2 separate regions of the Sus scrofa genome follow, and region 1 is linked to region 2. A link is a contact called in public HiChIP or PLAC-seq data. All regions are on one chromosome and are shown on one strand. Each heading gives the region's core, a stretch centred on a gene start, on an enhancer-like site or on the middle of the called end of the contact. The rest is flanking DNA. Distances are from core to core; before and after follow the strand shown.

Region 1 (2,860 bases), core at 303-2,802, 120 kb before region 2:
CTGTGGCTGCCTCGCCCTGGGCTGCAGACCAGCCCTGAGTCAGCACGTCTAGGCAGGTCCCCAGAACTTTACCAAAGGGAGGTTCCTCTGTCCTCCAGGGATAGTGGCAGCTGGTGGTCCAGGGAATCCTGCTGCATTGGTGGACTGGGACATTGTGTTAGTCGAATGGCTGGAGGCCCACAGCAAGCTCTCCGCTTGGCCTGGCCTGGTTTGGGGTTTGGCCTCAGTGATTTGTGGGGAACCTGCGTTGGAACAGGTATGCCAGTGATGGCTAGTATCTGAGGTGAGGGTCCAACCTCTTCACTTTTAAGTCAAGCCCAAGGGACACTGTCTCCTGAGGGACACTGCAGAGTATGAGCCCTGTGCAACGGTCTGTCCGTCCACTTGGCCTTGTCGGTTTTTTGAAGTGACATCACTAGGGCCAGAATGAGCTGGGCAGAGCAGCTGTTGCCTGTGCAGGTGACATTTATCTTGTAGCTGTGTGGCACTCAGGATTTAGCGCACAAAGCCCAGAACTCCCTCCCATGGTGCCCTGGGGCTGCGGGCAGAGCAGGGAGAGTGCTCTCTCCCTCATCCCGGTCCACCCAGGGAGATGGCAGGTGGAGATGCTGATGCTTGGGGTGGAAACCTCCAACCCCACGAATGGGCCTTAGGGGGTTCAGGAACCACCTCCTCCCCTGGGATTACCTGTTTAAAGCTGTATATCCGTGTACACATTTCCTAGGAAGAGGATCCAAAGCTTTTATCAGCATGTCAGAGGGATCTGAGCAACCTCAATTTCAGGGCTAGGGAGGTAGAAAGGAGCAGATGGCCCACAACTAGCGGTGATGGAGGCGGGCTCTGGTGAGTGGCACTGCGGACGCCGAGTTGCTTTGGAAGTGTGGGTGCTGCTGACAAGCTCTAGACCCCAGGTCACCCTTGCCCCATTCTCCACCCTACGCTAAGCCTTTGGCTCCCAAAGGCCACTGGACCAAAGGTTATTCTGGAGAATGTGAAGGTCAAGGGCTTGACTGGCTGCTAAACTTCTGTCCAGTTTCTGCTGGCAGGTCTGTTATTTTTGCCTGCACCTTGGACACTAGAGTTGTTTTTGGCAACAGAAAATCCAAATGATGGAGAAATTTGGTGGGAAAGGGGAAAAGTTTGCAAAACAGCATTATTGCAATTGAGTGCTTTTCCTTAAAAAAAAAAAAAAAAAAAAAAAAGGCAGTTGAAACACAGTGTTGCTGAGTTCTTTGATAGCGCAACAGAGATAATGGCAGTTGGGGGACAGGCCTGGAAGGGGTGCCGGGGCAGCGGGACGAGCGGGTGGAGCGCGCTGCCCTCTCCCTGCCCGTGGCCGTCACTGCCAGGCCAGGCTGCCCCTCCCGCCCTGGCCGGCAGGTGGTCCCTCGGTTTGGGAGCAGTCTCCGGGCTCAACTGGAATGGTCTGACGGAAGCCAAAGCTTAAACTTGCTGCCAGAAAGTAGGATTTAATACTGCCCTTTCACTCAGGGTCTGGCACCCAAACAATTGTCAATGTGTGAGCGCGGCGCTGCAGGCCTCAGCAAACGGGCTCCCCGGCACCCGAGGGCCCTGGGCTGCTTCCTGTCCCCAGGAGGGGGCCAGAGTGTGTGTGTGGGGGGTTGCATGTGTGCTGAAGCCCTGTGAGCCTTTTGCAGAGGTGTGCCATTGTCAGGGCCGGGATCTTGCTGGTCCCGTTCCCACCCGGTGCTGTGCTGTGCCGTGCCACTTGCTGGTCGTTGGGGAGCCCCCCAGGCCAGGCGCGGCCAGGCGCGGCCAGGCGCGCAGGCTGCGGCCAGTGGCGCTTCCGTCAGCGTCAGCGCTCTGCAGCAGCTCCCCGTCCGGGTGATTTCAGAGCAAGGTATTATTTACCCTGCTGACGTCAATGAGAACATATTATCCACTGTCCTTTTCTGCAGCTGAAATGAGCACCAGAGCTCAGGGAACACAGCCACCTTCCATACTTTTCAAAATTCCACCCGAGGCCCTATCTCACCCGCCTGACACTGACATTCATCTCACCCAGGCTCTTAGAAAACAAGTTGTTTTTATTTTAATTCAAGAGGGTTGGAAACGTAAAAACAGTACATTTTCCTTGCAGAAAATTACCCTATTTAAATTACCGTCTGATACAAAGATCATTTATTAAACTGCATTTTAGGCAATTTACTAACATTGAGTGACAGGTTACATTTTGATGTCTTTTTCACATTGGAGCTATTACGATTTGTACTCAATATACCAAAGCTATTGAACTCACCATTTTTTCTTAGTAATTAAAAAAAAAAAGCACACAGAAAAAAATAACTGCAATTAATTTTATCAAAAGTAACTCTTTCACAAACCGAACATCCAGCAGAGACCACCCTCCTCCCTTCAGAAATAAGCAAATAATCTTGCCCTTTCTACAAAGTGCAAATCTCTCTGTATCACTTTTATGTCCTAAATTGCAGTTCCCAAAGAGAAGCCAACCTCCTTTTCTGTCTGGTTCTTTCCCCCCCTCAGAGATCTTGGTGGAGGCCGATTCCTTTCAGCGTCACTGGTGGGACGGTATCACCACGTGCATTTCCTTGGTTGAGCAAATCCTGAACAGATAGGCATCACACAGCCAGTGGCAAGTCCCAGTTATCTGTGTTTGCTAACGTAACACTATTCCGATCTGGGGTCATATTTTTCCAGGATGTTATTTTGTACTTCTATTTTTAAAGCTCCTCCCTACCCACCCACTTTGCCTCTGAAAAGACAAAAGTATGCAATCGAAGTGTTTGTGTGTGTTTTTTAACCCGAAAAAAAGTGCCTGATCAGGTGCCCACTTCTCCCTGGTGGGCCTTAACTGTAAAGACACTTTACACCCCTCTCC
Region 2 (2,814 bases), core at 83-2,582:
AGGCAGAGTGGAGTACGTCAAAAATACAAGGTTTTATTCTAAAGAATGGTTTTGTTTCCACCGTTTTTCTAAAGTATTTAATTTGCACATCTTAAAATAGAGACCCTGAGGAGAGCAGCTTGAGGCGGTGAAAGGAAGGGGGGCGGGTTAGGTAAGAACAGAGACTTGCGAGAAAATATGTGCGGTGCATTAGAATGTGCAATGGAGGGGGGATGCTGGCTTCACCGTCAGGAAGCAATCCAGGGCTTTATGAGTAGAGAGGCAGAATCTGATGTGGCTTAAGGACCGCGAATTCACAGCCAGAACACACACCTGGGAAAGGGATAACCTAGGATGAGAAAGACCAACCTATCAACTGTGCAAAGGCAGAGATGACCGTTTCAACCAGCTCTATTGTCTGGAGTATTAGATGGAAATGCCTCGGGCGAGGGATCAAGCTAGCCTGACATCAAATCAGAGACTGTCGGGCAAAAGGAGGGAGAGAAGATGGGCAGTGGCCGTCCCGGCATTCCCGGCCACCGGCCCCCTTTTTCGCGCGGCCCCGGGAGGGGCGCCGCGGTCACAGGGGCCGCGCGGAGCCCCGTCCCGGGAGTCCGAGCGCAGGCGGTCCCCTCTTCGGGGCTGGCGACGTCTCTCTCCGCGCAGCACGGGAGCACAGAGACTTCCCCTCCCACCCCACCCCCAGCTGAAAGCAGGGAAGACGCGGAACTTGGGCTCCAGAGCGGAGGCCACAGACCAGGTCACGGCCCGGGTGGGAGGCCCTGGAAGAAATTCCGTGTGGCCACCGGGGGTGGCCTAGGGAAGGCAAAGCCCCGGCTGGTGGGGGTTCCAAGCGGACGACACTCGGGTCCTGGTGACCCGGCCCCGGTCCCTGCGGCGCTCACCGACCCCTGGACCTCCTGGGTCCTCACACTCCCAGGCCCTCTCGCCTCAGCTAGTGACCCGGCCTCTCGAAGCTCCCCAGCCCCCCGCTGCAGCCCCCCTCTCGGTCAGCAGCTCCTCTCTCGAACCCTCGCCTCGGACGCTCCCGCCGAGCCCCGGGCCGCACCTCCGTCCTGGTGATCCGGTGCCGCCCCAGCTTCACCACGGCGAAGTTGCCCTTGCCCAGCGTGCCCTCGATTTCGTAGAACCCCACCCGGACCGGCCCGCGCTGCAAGTGCCTCGGGCCATCCGCCATGACCATGCTGGGCCCCGCTGCTAGACACGGCGGACTGGAGCGCAGGCTGGCGGGCGGCGGGCTGGCGGAGCGGCTCCACTCGGGCGACGGCCGCTCGGCTCGCTCCTTGCTCAGTCCCTCCCGCTCAGCAGGGCCCAGCCAGGCGCGCGCCGCCGCTGACGTGCGCCGACGTCAGGGGGCCGGGGCAGAGGGGCGGGGGCGGGACCGGGCCTCGATTGGTCACCATGGCGACCGGAGCACCGCCGACGTCGGCGGCGGGCGGCAGGCAGCAGGGTGGTAGGGCAGATGGGCGGGGCCTGGACGGCGCGTTCCTTCCGGGCTCCGGCGCCCTCCGCCGCCTCGCCGCTGCCGGGGGCGGGGTCGCCTCCCGGCCCGCCCAGTTACTTGGCCACCCAGCCGAAGGGCAAGAGCGAGCTCTGGTGGGCGGAGTGGAGGGCTGCAGCGACCTGAGCCGGGCCGGGGTCTTCTTCCGTTGCCGCGGCGTTCTCCACCCACCCGGAGACCTTCCCGCCAAAACCTCTCACCTATGACTACTTTGTGTCCTAAATTTGGCACGGGCAAAGAACTGTGGCTGAGCAATGCATTGCTCACAGGCTCCTTTCTTTTATATCCTTTTCTCATCTGTTTCTATATAAATCCCTCCAAATTTGATGTCTCTGGGGAATCATTCTGACAGCAGCGCGATGCTTATAGATTCACAGAATGTCAGCGTTGAAGAGACCTTGAAGATCACCTAATCCAGGGATTTGGAGCCCGAACCCCTAAAAATATGTCCAAATTTTTGCCTCTTCCAGCTTTGGGAAGATGGGCGATAGCTGTTATTAGATTCCCAAACGTGTTGGTGACCTCGAAAAGGTAAAGAAATACTTTCTAATCCAATTTTTTTTTCAGGTGAGAAATCAACCCCCAGGGAATGAGGGAATTGCCAAAGTCACAAGGTAATACTAGAGTTAGGGTTGCAAATTACCACACCAGTCTTCCATATGGTGATCCAAGGAAACAGGTACAGCATTATTTCCAGACAAGGAGAGGGAAAGTATAAAATGCCCTTGAAAGGTCTTATGCCAGAAAGCAAGATTTTCAAAGAAAGGTAAGGACATGTCAGAAGGAAATCGGATCTAGTTTGAAGTTAACAATCTGGGATAATTTGAGCATCACGAAGGAATAATGGAAATGGGTTTATAACACAATGAATTTTTAAAAAGACTCCATGAGTGCTTACTTATTCTTACAATGTTAAATAAATATACGGGGGAAAAAATGACAGTTCTTCCTGATGGTGGAATGTCAACTAATACACATAGAAGAAATGATGAAATTTCCATTCTATGGAAATCACCATTTTGCAGCCATTCTATGGAAATCACTATTTCGCAACCATTATAGTAATAATTGATTCAGATAGAATTGTCGATAGATGTTGAAATCATTTAGTATGCTAGGGAATGGGATATTTCTAGTCTCAAACTATCCTCAAATTTCTTACTCATTATAAAAGGATAAAAACAGTACTTTCACAGAAGAAAAATGTGACAGATACCACTGTAACCAAATGATCAAAGTTAATGTCACCAATTATGGGATAAAATGACATGTGAGGTACTGAGAAGGATACACTATCTCCGATGTAGTATTTC

Evidence for each region. HiChIP or PLAC-seq counts read pairs in DNA pulled down with a chosen protein or histone mark.
Region 1: an H3K27ac HiChIP or PLAC-seq map of skeletal muscle shows a contact between it and region 2. The contact joins the enhancer-like site here to the promoter of SIK2 in region 2. A contact is called at or near these places in 1 of 5 promoter capture datasets (fetal liver), 6 of 47 Hi-C or Micro-C datasets (embryonic fibroblasts, epiblast stem cells, heart right ventricle and 2 more) and 2 of 2 datasets of contacts at active chromatin or transcription factors (alveolar macrophages and skeletal muscle).

The regions. Positions count from the first base shown.
Region 1 is chr9:39,482,688-39,485,547 of Sscrofa11.1, reverse strand. SIK2 (serine/threonine-protein kinase SIK2) reads right to left here. Exons shown (of 15, transcript XM_021062772.1): 15 at 2,029-2,860. All of the region lies in intron 15 of PPP2R1B (serine/threonine-protein phosphatase 2A 65 kDa regulatory subunit A beta isoform), which reads left to right. Among named protein-coding and RNA genes, the nearest start is that of PPP2R1B, 33 kb to the left of the region's middle. Within about 2 kb of position 1,552, at least 13 of the 83 cell types and tissues checked have an H3K27ac peak or open chromatin away from gene starts, as enhancers often do. A contact at or near this core is called in fetal liver, liver and skeletal muscle, where this site is marked.
Region 2 is chr9:39,367,073-39,369,886 of Sscrofa11.1, reverse strand. It overlaps SIK2 (serine/threonine-protein kinase SIK2), which reads right to left and starts at 1,332. Exons shown (of 15, transcript XM_021062772.1): 1 at 1,049-1,332. The coding sequence starts at 1,183.